Linked DNA regions of Mus musculus: region 1 is linked to region 2. A link is a contact called in public Hi-C data. All regions are on one chromosome and are shown on one strand. The core of a region is the stretch at or near the end of the contact, and the rest is flanking DNA. Distances in the headings are between cores, read along the strand shown. Region 1 overlaps Pde10a (phosphodiesterase 10A). Region 2 has its middle 100 kb from the start of Gm46585.

What was found. Hi-C and Micro-C count contacts between places; a contact is called where the count stands out from the background.
Region 1: a Hi-C map of muscle stem cells shows a contact between it and region 2, with 2.6 times the contacts expected there. The contact joins two enhancer-like sites. A contact is called at or near these places in 5 of 484 Hi-C or Micro-C datasets (muscle stem cells, nephron progenitors, uterus and 1 more), 2 of 115 datasets of contacts at active chromatin or transcription factors (embryonic basal ganglia and neural progenitor cells) and 1 of 9 other capture datasets (liver).

What each region holds. Positions count from the first base shown.
Region 1 is chr17:8,851,915-8,859,029 of GRCm38.p6, reverse strand. The region is part of intron 1 of Pde10a (phosphodiesterase 10A); the gene reads right to left. Among named protein-coding and RNA genes, the nearest start is that of Gm34321, 34 kb to the right of the region's middle. Within about 2 kb of position 2,444, at least 124 of the 459 cell types and tissues checked have an H3K27ac peak or open chromatin away from gene starts, as enhancers often do. A contact at or near this core is called in muscle stem cells, where this site is marked.
Region 2 is chr17:8,631,645-8,638,723 of GRCm38.p6, reverse strand. It overlaps a transcript of Pde10a not described here. Among named protein-coding and RNA genes, the nearest start is that of Gm46585, 100 kb to the left of the region's middle. Within about 2 kb of position 3,978, at least 15 of the 459 cell types and tissues checked have an H3K27ac peak or open chromatin away from gene starts, as enhancers often do. A contact at or near this core is called in muscle stem cells, where this site is marked.

The sequences.
Region 1 (7,115 bases), core at 1,195-3,694, 220 kb before region 2:
TAATATACTTCGGCAGAAGGTAAACGCCGTTTCCCTGTCACAAGGAAAACATTACTTGATTAGCTCATGAAATGCACCAGTCTGAGAGCCTCATGTGTCATAGAGGAGACATGGTGTGGGAGCAGAGCTAGAAGCTGGGAGCGCTCGCTCTGCCTGCCGCTTGCTAACAGAACATTTCCATGAATGTCCCGCCTACGCCACAGTCTCTTCGACTGCTCAAGGAGATCATCTGTGGAGGCTCCAGCGTGGTCCAAAAGCAAAGGGATTACTCAGCAAAGGCTTCAAGCAGACATTCATGAAAATGCAGCTCTTCAAGTACTTGGAAAAAAAAAAAAAAAAAAGAAAGTCCTACTGTCCAGCCAATCCTCTGGGGATCGCGTTCCTTCCCGTGACTGCAACACTAACAGACTCAAACAGGTTGCCAATCTGACCACGCATGCCAGCGCACTTGGGCACTTCTCTCCAAACTGTTGAAGCCCAAACAATACAGACTTCTTCAAATATGAATGCACAGCTGTACCACCTGAATATGTCTATACAGAAGCTCACTCTGCTTCCCAGACAATGTGAAATGACAATGAATTTCTCATCAGTCCGGCCTTGGATGCTCGCTGTGCTTGTGTGGGACCTCACATGCACAGCCAGCACGTGCTAGGACAACAGCACATGCTAGGACAATATTAGATATTCCTTTGCCCACTCACTCCTTTATGGTTCTACCATTTTAGGTTAAAAGGGTGCTGGTTGGGGCTGGAGAAGTAGCTCACTGGTTAAGAGCACTGCTAGCTCTTCCAGAGGACCCAAGTTCTAGTCCCAGCACTCACATGGAGGCTCACAACTGCCCACAACTCCAGTTCCCTGTGCCCTCTTCCATCCCCCATGGGCAGTAGGCAAACATGTGGTATACTGGACTGCTTGCAGACAAAACACTCATGCATATAAAAATATTTTTAATTTTTAACTGTGTGGCTATACTTTTGAGAAGGTTTTTATTAATTCAAAGGTGGATGGCAAAAGTAAGGAAACTGAGGTCATATGGATTGCTCCATGGTGGGGAATCTGTCTAGCCTGTGCAAAACCTGGGGCTAAGTACCCAGCACCATAGACAGAAAAATGGAAAGATGAGGGGGAAGGTGGTGGTAAGGAAGGGGAGGAAGGGACATTTTCTGGATGTCTCAACTTCAGAACCTCTGCAATGTGGTATGAACTGTATGTTAACTAGAAAACAAAGGGAAGGGAGGGAGCCTGTGAAACAAGGCTGATCATGAGCACCAAAAGAAAAACACCGGTATGGTTAAAGCACGGGCTCCAAGTGTACGTTTAAAGAGCCCACTGAGTAGCACATGCTTGGAAATGTATAGGCCTATTCTATCTTGTTTTGGTTTTCACTCCAAACTACAGACTATAAAGAACAATAGATTATTTTGACTATGCTTGAAGAATTTGGGTTTTCAGTTCTATACAATGGAGCTTAAAGTGCGATCTTTAATTACTGGGGAATGTATTTAAGGTGTTCACAGAGTCTAGAAGGGGTTCAGATAAAGAATGCAGAGGCAAGGGGTACTTATGTACAGGGACATTCTACTGGCTAACAGAATCCGCTCATTTATTTGTCCCCCCCCCCCAAATATCCTATAAAAATTACTGCCTCCATTATATGGAGGAGAAAGCTGAAGGGGAAAGAAATTCAACCCCAAGCATCTGCTTTCCGACCTCAGGGTAGCCACAGGGAGAGATGCTCAATGAATCAAACTGAACCATGGTACACAGTCAAAGCAAACAGGAGGGACGCAGCCTTTGGCTTTTCCCTCGGCATCCTCTGCGTGAACATGTGTGCCCATTGCAAGAACACAACTTCCTTTTCCTCTATCTTAATACGTACATCTGAGGCCATTGCAGCTGTGAGGGTGACACGGGCTTTTTATAACTATTTCCCCTCAAAATATTCAAATCAAAATAAACCAGAAAATGAGACTGAGTTGCTTTCCCAGATATGTTTCTCCACCTTACTCCTCTGGGCCACAAAGGTGAATAAGCACAAGGGCATTCTGAAGTGGGAGAGGAGGAGTAGAGGGTGGCCTGGAGCACTTGAAGTCACAGGACCATATCTAATTCTTCGTACAACACTAGTCGGGTGGCAGACACTCACACCTAGCCTTCCTGTACCTAAGCCCTGGTGACCAGCACAGAGGGCTTTTTTTCTGCAGCCCCAAATCCAGCCGAACAGATGCCCAACCTTTCCCTCCACAGAGTTTTCAAAGTGTCTTTGTTTCCCCTTCAAGGAAGAACCTCAAATGTGGAGGCTGCAGTTTTGTACTGGAAACAAAGTGGGCGTGGCGGTGGGCGTGGCGGTGGGCGTGGCGGTGGGTGACGGTGCAGAAATTGTCTGTGGCTGGCTTTTCTCTGTGCAACCAGCCCTGCTGTAAACCTCTGACCCAGCTGTTCTCTGACATCTAAAGCCCAGGTTTCCCAATAACAAGCAACACAGCTGTACAGAACGGTCGCCAGAGACTTGAACTGCCGCTAGCGTTACTCATCCGGCCCTGCCCTGCCCTGCAGTGTTGGCCAAAAGGCGGTGTCAAGTTCACCTCACCCTTGGGACTCACAAAATGAACAGCTCAAACAACTCATCACAGGACATCTAAAATAAACAGCTTTAAGTAGCTGGTGATATACCATAGCCTGATTCACATTCAGAATGTTATCTGCCCCACCCCCACCCCTGCCCCAGCCTTGTCTTTAATGGGTTTTATGCTGTTTATAAAAAGAAACTAAAATCTACAAAACTGACGCCCCCCCCCCCCAAACACACACCATCTCAATTTAATGTCTAATTTATCTTCATTCTGAAGAGATAAAATATCCATCTGGAAGTACAAAGAGACAAGACGGTTTTGCCACACACAAAACCATTGCCTGTGACATAATTGAAAATGCCCTCGGAAGGCTAGCGATCTCAAAGTGAAGCCTCTAACATGAGAAGGAGCACAAACTTGGGAGGCTGCTACAAACTTAAGCAGGAGCCATGGATACAACTCAGGCAAAGAGTGAATGGTAAACCCACAGAGTGTCACGTGTTGTGAAATACAGTATTCTCAGGGTCTCCGAATATCAGTCCATGGATTCCTCCTCACAGAAAAGAAAAGAAAAGAAAAGAAAAGAAAAGAAAAGAAAAGAAAAGAAAAGAAAAGAAAAGAAAAGAAAAGAAAAGAAGAATACCTTTACCTTTACCATGGAGGCATATGGCAAACACCGTCTCAACCTAGAGCAAATTTAGCATCACCCAAAATAGAAATGACATTATGTGATAGCGCGGCAATCTTCAGAGCTGAGCCACATTCTCCCGCATGACTTGAAAGAGATGAGCACTGACGGGGTGGCGGAGGTGAGCCTGCCGTGGGAAGATGATCAGGACCCTGGAGTTGTTGCTTGTTATTCGCTATTCAGAGATGCTGAACGGCTGCCTCAAAGACTGGCCTCAGGAGATGAGCAAAGCTAGCACCCGGTTCTAAAGCCAGCATAACCCGGTGACCCCAGCCACCACTGGGCTGCCCCTTAAACTCTGATTACCTCCTTAAAGGCTGAGCACTGTGTCTTGCCCCTTGGTTCTACAATTTGCTATCTCATGCTATAGCCCTGGCGTGAGTGAGTAGTGAGTGGTAGCCAAGCTTCTGCCTTGAATCTGCTCTGCCACAGCCCTTACTCTGCTACCTTTAAACTCATCCTAATACAAATTCTCGTGACTGCAATGGAGCCAGAGTATAATCTGAATGGCCTCAATCCCAGATCCCAATAGCGTCTTTGCTTTCCTTTGAAGGCTCATACATAGCTCAGCACTTACTAGAGTCTACATTTCCCTCAGCCTCCTGATCCTTCCAAACTCTACTAGAATGGCCCACCAAGTTCTGCTCAGTCTACAAAAGCATCTCTGTCCCATAGCTCCAAAGTCTTTCACCTCCCTCTCAAAAGTCAGTTCCAAAGAACATGTTCACCTCTACTTGCTGGCACCCACGTTCTCTATTAGTGACTGTTCTCATTGTAGCATCAAAATACCAGACAAAAGTGACTTAAGAAGCGAAGGGCTTCTTTCCCTGATAGTGACACTGTGTACCACAAAGGGAAGACCTGGCAGAGGATCCCATTGCATCCAGAGCCAGGAAGAATCGATCAAGGGACGCTTTTGCTCAGCTTGCTTTCTCCTTTCTCTTCAGTTTTGAACCCCAGTCTGTAGAAAGGTACTACCCACAGTTAGGGTGTGTTTTTCCCACCTCACTTAACATAAGTTAGATACCTCCTCAGTATGACCAGAGATTTCCTTCTATTCTAAATTCCATCAAGCTGATGATCAAGATGAACAGACAGATGGCTAAAGATCAATTATATAGATGGCTTTCCACATCCTTAACAGAGATACGCCTGTAGAATAAATCTAAAAGCCTGTTACCATTGTATTATTCTTGTAGTCATTTCGATGAACAAAATCAATCACAGGAAATGTTTCCTCATGCTCTGCTATGACATCAGATGGAAGCCAGGGCTCATTGTAATCAACTTTTAACACCCAGACCTATATCATAGGATACCCGAAGGCCTGCTCAATGACTCTAATTAACATGTCTGTCTTAATCAGATTAGTCTGCTAGGACGAAAGCCTTCATAGCTGGGTAGTTCGATAGTCAAATGAAATGGCTGTTGACAGTTCTGGAAGCTTAGAAATCCAAGCTCAATCCAAGTACCATCACACCTGTTCCTGGCAGAATGCTATTCCTGCATCCTTGCCTGGTAGAAGAGGATGGCAGCCTCTCTGGGGCCTCTTTCCAGGGTATCAGTTCCACTCCTGAGAGAGGCATCTTCATGACCTTCACCTCCCAAAGAGCCCACATTTTTGTGCCAGGGACTTGGGAGATTGTTGTTCCACACGTGGGTTTGAAAGAGCTCACATGTGTTTATATCACAGTACTGTCCCAAGTTCTACACCTGATTTCCCTCCAAAGCCTCGTCTTGGGGTTGTATGAGCCTCCATAGGCATGTTTTTCTAAAGGCATGCCCATCAGGAAGTCTGGTTTACTATGCCTTTAAATGTATCTACACCCCCCCTCCCCAATCTCAGTGGCCCATGGCTTCTGCTAGAATCCAAGTCACCACCTGTCCTTGCCGGTCGCCAGCCTCCAACTTGTCTACTTCCTGTTCTTACCCTTCTACTCCTGTTCAGTGGATGGTACAATCTTAGTAAGTGATGAAGCCACTTCTCAAGACCCTCGCATGACTCCCTGTCTTGACAGAGTGAAAACAGAGTCCCTAGAGTCACCTCTCGCCAGTATGACTTTTCCTGGAGCCTCTGAATATTACAGCCATGCTCACTGGTACAAGTTTGTGCTCTCTGCTTCTCCCTCCATAGGACCTGCCTCCTCAACCTCCTGCCTGCCTCACCTGAACTGAATCTCAGCTCAGACTTCACCATTCTATTTGAGCCTTTTGAAATAATTAAAATTATAACTATATTCTATATCCTTACCATGAGTCTAGTATATCATCTGTATATCTTACTGATTATTTCTATATTTCCCTCTTTCCCTAACAAATATCAAGGAAGTGAGACTATATATATGTGTGTGTGTGTGTATATACATATATATGTATATATATATATATAATGTACATATATTATATACATGCATATATATGCTCACTGCTTTGTTCCCATTCCTAAAAAACACGCTTATCAGAAAATCAGCACCAAAAAATAATCTTCTGCTCAAACAAAAACATAACATACTGCACATGTATGCTCATGCACGCACACACACACACATACATGCACACACACACACATACATGCACACACACACATACATGCACACACATACATGCACACACACATACATGCACACACATACATGCACACACACATACGTGCACGCACACACACATACATGCGCACGCACACACATACATGCACACACACACATACATGCACACATACATACATGCACACACACACACACAGGTGCTATAACAGGCCATGAATTAGGAAAGCATATCCCATGATGACATTTTTCTTAACAGCTAGTTCCTTCTAATACAGAGTTCTACAAAGCATAAATCCATTCTTAAATGCTGAGTTAGTCACAAAGTTACCTCAATTCTTAAATTACATACATGAGTGTAAATCAAATTCAACAATGGCTGTACTTGTAAACAAATATTTCCCCACTTAGAACTCAGATCTTAGTCCCAAGAGCATTTTCTCCATTTAGGTGACCACAGCTGATTAGCTGTGACGTGAATGCATTTATTAACCTAAAGGGCTCCCTCAACTGAAATGTGGCACAAGAGAATCAGGAAACATGGCACAGTACAGAAGTAAACCCAGGAGCTAGAGAAAGTATCCAAGGAGCTAAAGAGATCTGCAACCCTGTAGGTGGAACAACATTATGAACTTACCAGTACCCCGGAGCTCTTGACTCTAGCTACATATGTATCAAAAGATGGCCTAGTCGGCCATCACTGGAAAGAGAGGCCCATCGGACACACAAACTTTATATGCCCCAGTACAGGGGACCGCCAGGGCCAAAAAAAATGAGAATGGGTGGGTAGGGAAGTGGGGGGGAGGGTATGGGGGACTTTTGGGATAGCATTGGAAATGTCATTGAGGAAAATACGTAATAAATAAAAAAAAAAAAAGAAGTAAACCCACCCTAAAGAGTGACTGCTACGTTACACATTTCTCTATAACTCAATAACCACGGACATGATACCAAACTAAACTAAAACAGAAAAGACAAAGTCAGGATGATCGCAGGTCTCCATATGGTTTTAGACTGTATCCTTCATGGTGCCTTAAGTCCAATCAGCTATGATAGAGTGCAAACAGAAGCCAACAGAAGAAAAGACCTGGAAGCTATTTTTACAGAAAAGAAAAAGCAACAGGCTGGCTGTATGCAGCCTACATGCCACAGTAAGGTAGCTGTCGCCTACAAACCAAGCAAGCGCAGGCGGTCCCACGGCACAGCTGCCACTCAACAGGCGTGTCTAACAACCTATTCTATTTCCTTCTTGTCCTTTGCTGAGAAAAAGAGCTTGCTGGTTTGATCTTAAGATGCCAATATAAGCTT
Region 2 (7,079 bases), core at 2,729-5,228:
TGAACATGGACTTCTCCTAATTTTCTTCACAGGCTACACTTCTTGAGTCACGGATTGATAAAATACCCGAAAAGTCTATTGTTCTTTACCAACCTAACTTTCTAGGTCCCAGGTACCTCACTTTCCAATGAATGTCTGGCCACCTGCATGCCATCACATCGTTTAAGATTAACTGGAAACCCCAATTCTTCATCCACTGCAGACACTGAGGAATCCTCTCAGCTGACTCTGGTAGGATGAAGTTACAGCTCCCCTGTGAAGGGGTTTGGGTTGCTAGACCCGAGCCCACTCTTGTACTAGCCCTTTGCAGAAGAGAAATGATCCAAATTATTATGAAGGTGTGAAGTTGTATCTGGAGTGGTCATGCTAGCTGAGAAGACACTCCCATGGCTGCCCCTGAGCCAGCGCTGCAGTAAAAGCACACGCTGCTCTTCAAGAGCATGTGTTATCCATGCGTGCTCATGTGCGCATGTTTACGAGAGTTCAGGCGCATGCGCATGGAAATGCATATGGAGGCCAGAGAACTACTTTGCATACATGCCATTCCTCAGGTGTTGGCTATCTTTATTTTTTTAAAGATGTAGGGATAATTTCAATTAGGAAATATTTTTTTTATTTATTTACATTTCAAATGTTACCTCTGCAGCCCCCCATCCCATCTCCTCTTACCCTGCTTCTATGAAGGTGTTCCCCCACCCACCTACTCACTCCCTATTTTTTTTAAGATGGTGGTCTCTCGCTGGCCTAGAGCTTTTCAAGTAAGCCAAGCTGGCCAGCCAGTGAGCCCAAGGATCCTTTAGCTCCACCTTCTTAGGGTTGGGCTTACAAGCCTACACCACCACACCCGACATTTTTATGTGGATGCTGAAGTTGGAACTGAAATCTTTCATGCTTGCGAGGCAAATACTTCATCAACTAAACTATCTCCCCAGCCCTCTGCAATTTACTGAATGAGATTTGGTGTGAAATATAAACAGAAAATTAGTACGTTTCTTGTGGACAAGTATCCCAAAGCACGGGGGGCGGGGCGGGGTGAGGAGGTGGGATCATTCTTTAGTAACCTAAGAAATCCATATGATTTATCTGCAGTCCCTGGGGCACACATTAAGGGAAGACGCTCTTGTGAAAGCCCGTGGGGGAGGGGGAAGGGGAGGGGAGGGGATGGAAATTAAAGGTACACTGAGTACCAGCTCCCCCTAGTCAGAATGGCTGTCACCAAAAAGACAACAAATGTTGGGTAGGATGGGGGGACTTTTATGCACTGTTGGTGGTGGGTGTAAACTATTGCACCCACTGTGAAAAATCAGAACAGAGCTTCCTCAAAAAATTAAAACTAGAGCCACCATGTGGCTCAGCCCGGCATATACCCAAAGGACTCTAAGCCAACAGCCACAGGGTTCTTGATTTCAACTCATTGCTGCCCCATCGCTAGGGAGTTAAGCCAGAAGAACAGGTTATATACACGATGGCATCTTATCTATACCTGAGCACTTGGTATCAGTTTCTGGCTTCTCCGATTTTGTAGAAATCATTTTCTCACTAAAATGACCTCCTTTGGCCCTCTATCTGGCCCTGCCCAGACTGGCTGACATTATTTACTGCATCCTTCTTGCTTGCCTCAGAACAGCCCTTCCCCCCACTTGCCAAGGTGCCCCCATTTGGTTGCTTCACTTAAGACACAAGCAAGCAGCTGAAACAAAACAAGAGAAAGGACCGACGGCAGTGCTAGGACAACAGGAAGCTAGGAGACCTCGGTGAACTGAAAACGTGGGAGCTCAAGCAAGCTGCTGCGCGTGTGCGAGCGTTGGTGTCTGTGCTTCTGACGAATCTCTGAAACTGGCCTTACAGTGCAAGCACCTGTCATCCTGAATGGTACATCAGTCGCAAGTGAGCAAAGAAGACTTGAGAGGACAGAGCCAAGCGGCTGGCCTGGCTCAACCTCCTAGCCTGACAGAGGACAGAATCCTGGTGCAAAGGCACCCTTCATTAGCCCACACTTGTGACTGTTTATGGAAGTGGATTTAGTATCCTCAGTTCCCTTATAAAGGCTGTGTTGGTGGCTTTTCTTGCTGGACTGTATTGGCACTGGGTTTGTGGGAGGAGGCTGGTTGGTGGGGGGAGCCTGGTTGGTGGGAGGAGCCTGCTTCTCTGGCCCCAGCCCAGGCTCCAAATCTGCCTTTCCTGATCTCTGCTGCCCCACCATCCCTCCAGACATCTTCTAACCCCCAACTTCGACAGCCACAGCCAAGAAATAGGAAGGGATAGCAACGAAGGCCACCAGCAGCCACTCAGGTGCATCGCCTAATTGAGGTGGGGCAGGTCCCACATGTAAGGGGCTGTTCTGGGATCTCCAGACTGGGCTATTGGAGATGTGATTGTGACAACTATCTGTGCTCTTTATGTCTTCTGGCCATCTTTCTTTCTGCAGAGCACTTACCTCTGAGGTGGGAAGGACTAGGCATAGCCTGTGCTGTCCACTTGTGGCTTCAGACTGTGCAGCTGCCTGCCAGTCACCACGGGCACAATTCCTGACTTGGCCCTAACCTGTTACTTAATCCTGCAGCACACCCCAGCAAGTGTGCTCAGTCGCTGCTTTGCAATCATGAATCATGTCCTCTCTCTTTAGGCTCAGTACCTCCAGTCGAGGTTCACAGAACCTCCAGTCGACGTTCTGTTGCTATCACCACAGTTTTGGGTTTCAATCCCCAGGATGTTAAGCAACAAAATTCAAGTTATCTTTGAAGAAACCTGAGACAATGTCTGTTTATTGTGTAAGGCTTGGTGTCTTTGCTGAATGGTGAGCCCAGACAGTGATCCACTAGGCCAAACTTTATTCAAAGTCCCCTGAGGTCCCCATGTGGGGAGGGACTATGCTGCCACCTGGATAAAGGAAAGGGAAGCTCTGGGGGCCTGGTGACCCAGGGTACTGCAAGGAGTCAAGGAAACTCCCTCTTCCCTCTGTATCTAGTTAATGTCCCCACACATGGCTCAAGGTACCAACCAGCTTCTTGCCCCTAAACATAAGGGCCAGGTGGCATTCATACTCTTTAGGATTCCATTTGACCAGTAAGTCTGGGGACATAGAGGGCCTGTGTGCCTAGCAACTCTGCTGGCCATCAGAGCCAACTAATTCAGCAGAGGGCCCTATAATGTATCTGTCTGTATATTGTAGGCAGGGGGCTTTATCCTAGGGACAGTACATACAGGAGGCAAGGTGGCCCAACATGGAACAAGAACAAACCGGGTGTCCATTAGCCCAAAGTCTGCCCAGGACCCAAGGTTCTGGTGCTACCTGGTGGACATCAGGCACGGCAGCACTACCTGCTGATGGCCGGCATCCTCCATTTGCTTCCAACAATATCAAATGATATGAGGACTGGGGCTGCTCTTTGTCTTGGCTCTTGGCTCAGATCCTCCCCCAAATGCTCTGGAGCAGGCTGGGAGGGTGTCATCATCCTTAGCTGCTCCCCACTTGGGGGCCCCAGTCCAAAAGCCTTCCTGGGTATCCAGACCTTGCACGCTGTGGCCACATTGTAGTGAAGGTGATGCCATTGCTGTCCTTGTCCTTGGACAGAAGGTCACCAGCCAGCCACTCTGGCTGGGGGCTGGAGATCAGAGCCCCTTGGAGGCAGTGCCCACCCAGAAGAATGGCCTGAGCAGAGAACAGCACCCAGGAGGGGGAAGAGAGATTCCATAGGGTGGAGTGGGGCAAACACAGTAGAAGAAAGGCAGGGCAGCATCAAGCCTAGAGGAAATAGAGACAGGACGACTTCCATTGACAAGGGCGACTCGATGGCCCCACAATACAACTTTCAATAGCAAAAAATAACCCTTCCTTTTGGCTGCTCAATATGGTCAGAAATAAATACTGGTGGAGTCAAATCAGTCCATCCTGAGCTATTTCATATTGCTCAGCCTGACTCAAGCCTTCCCCACAGCTGGTCACACTGCCCCATCACAGCAGTTGTGGCCTCCTCTCTATTAGGGGAAGTGCCCATCTTGTCACACTGCCGCCACATCCGCTCCGTCACCACTTGGCCCCTATGAGGTGCTGGCTGCATTTCTGTGGCTATTGTTGCTCTTGCTGCTGAGGTTCCTGGACTGGAGAGCACTGTAGGTCATCCAAGGACCCAGAGGCCACTCCCTGCTCAGGCGTAGCCCAACATAGAAGTCATTCTGATTTTTATTTATTGCATATGCATGCATGTTAGTGCATGTAAGTGCCCATCTGTGTGCATGCATACATGTGTGTATGTAAATGTATATGTATATGTCTGTGTATGCATGTTTGTATGTACAAGTGCTCATATGTATGTATACATGTATGTGTATGTATATGTATGTCATGTTTGTGTATGCAAGTGCCCATCTGTGTACATGTATGTATGTATATGTACATGTATATGTGTATATGTATGCATATTTGTATGTACAAGTGCCCATGTGTGTGCATGCAAGTACGTGTATGTATCTATGTGTCATGTTTGTGTGTACAAGTGCCCATGTCTGTGTATGCATGTATGTATATGCATACATATATATGCTTTCATATATAGGTGCCTCTGTGTATGTGAGTGTGTGTGTGTGTGTGTGTGTGTGTGTGTATGTGTGTGTGTGCATACTCATACACAGCAGAAAACAACCTCAGCTCTCATTCCTCAGGTACTATTTACTTTGATTTTTTGAGGCCATGTCTCTCATTAGCCTGAAACTCTGGCAGGATTTCATGTGTGTAGCACCACACCCAGCTACTTCCTCCTGGGTCCTCAGTGACCAGACTCATGTTCTCGTTCGTGATTGACAGGCAAACACGTCACAGACTAAGCCTTTTACACAGAAGCCGTTTAAATACTCTCAGACACATCTCAAGCAGCCCTCTATGCACGGCTAGTCAGCACTGACCCTGCCCCTCTTGTGGTGCACTGACCTGTCTGAGATGACATTTGTCTTCCTCAGCAATTCTCAGATCCCAGGAGGGAGGAGTGGGGTCTCCATGGCAGCCAGTAGATGCTCTGCCGCTCTGCCCTGCAGGCTTTGTTCCCACTTCTGGACACTCTGACATTTTTAACACTCTGGGATTAACTTTAAGTCAATGCCAGCTTGTGTACAGGTTACCGTCCACGTGGGTGTGTCGTCACTGACACCACCGGCCCAGGCGAGAACCAAGATGCTGCCATCTGTTTGGTCCTCAGAAACACCGTGTTTTAGCGGTGTTTGGGGGAGGCAATGGTCTGAGGAATCTGAGACCACGGACACTCCTTTCCCAACTCCTCCAAAGCCTGAGGGTGACACAAACTCCACACAGGAAAACTAGTGACTGGAGAGATACGGCCCAATAAAGAAGGGCGAGGCTTGACCCTCCTGAGGTATCGCATCTGTATATCCCATCTGCTGCCCAGACACTACTGCTGGCGCAACCCACGTCACGTGGCCAGCAAAATGCAACCATTTCGTTTTTATTCCTCTTACTGATTATTTTTCTTTCAAACATTCCTTCCCTCGAGGTACCACACTTGATATTGGTTCTGTGTTTAAACTCTCTTGCCCATGTCTTCTCTTGGGCGATGTACATAAACCCCAGCTGTCAGACTTTATTTCCATGTAAAGAGATGGAGGATGTGGGTGCGGCCCTAATGGGGAACGACATTAACTAGAGAGACCTCGGATTCCTCTGAGTGTCCCACCTGTTCTGTGCACCTTACATTTGCCTCATGTTTAAGAGCAATGCTTTACCCACAACTCATGGAGAAATGAGAGGCTAAAGATTTGGCAAACATACCAGCCACCCTCTGCCCACGAGCTGGGCAGTAGCTGCGCCCACTGTAATTGCAGGGCTACAGCAACATCAGAGAGCAATTCTGTTCTCTTCCCACAATTTACAACCTCCCTCAAGCCCTTTGGGAGAATAACATTTCACTTTAAAATCATACCACGCCATTTGTCATTTCCTATAGTCACCGAGGAGAAGCCCACACTAACCGAATGCCTTTTGGCCAGAATGAAATTAAGCCCGGAAATGGGGAATACAAACTCGGGTTTTCTAAGAGTATTTTTTTTTAACCGTTGTTATTCTTTATGCGAGACAGCTTGTGTTCTTTTTGACATCCCATTTTCCAGTTTTTTAACTGAGATGTAGCTCATATCCCATGACATTTAACCCTTTGATACGTGCAATCTGGCAGTTCTCAGTAACTCTGCAAGACGGTGCAACTACCACTTTCCAATGCTAGACATTTCCACCAGCTCCAGAGAAATGCAGACCAATTTATAGATTCCCCCTTCCCTTCTCCCAGTCCATGGTAACTGTGGTGTCTGATGCCATGGTTCAGCGCAGGCAGGGTCCCTGGAAGAGCATTTTCGCATCTCTGGATGTGGGAGATGAAGAGGGATCTCAGAGGTTTGGAAGCTGTGAACCCTAACTATAGTTCTTCCTTCCCCCAGAGGAGAGCTTGGACCTTCCTTTCCTCCTCTATGAAACAGGGTACAGCACAGTTCAGGTGAGGTGTGAGGGTGACATGGGGACTCAGAGCACCCAGCACTCAGAGAACACTGTCACAATTTAATGAGTAAAACTCAGACCTGTTTTCAGAAGAAGGGCAAGAGCAGGGCAGGAGGGCAGGGGAGAGCAGGGGAGGGAAGGGGAGGAGGAGGGCAAGGGGAGGGCTGGGAAGGGCAGGGGAAGCAGGAGGAGGGCAGGGGAGAGAGCAGGAGCGCAGGGGGAGAGCAGGGGAGAGCAGGGGGACAGTGGGAAAGGACAGAGGGAGAGGACAGAGGGAGGGAGGGGGGCAGAGAAAGGGCAGAGAATGAGCAAGGGAGGGCAGGGGAGAGCAGGGGGAGGGCAGGGGAAAGCAGGGGAGAGGAGGAGAGAGGAGGAGAGGGCAGGGGACAGCAGGGGAGGGCAGGGGGACAGCAGGGGAAGAGCAGGGGGAGGGGCAGGGGAAGAGCAGGGAGAGGGCAGGGGGACAGCAGGGGGGGCAGGGGGACAGCAGGGGAAGAGCAGGGGGAGGGGGCAGGGGGAGAGCAGGGAGAGGGTAGGAGGACAGGAAGGGAGGGCAGAGATAGTTGGTTCCTTATTTGCA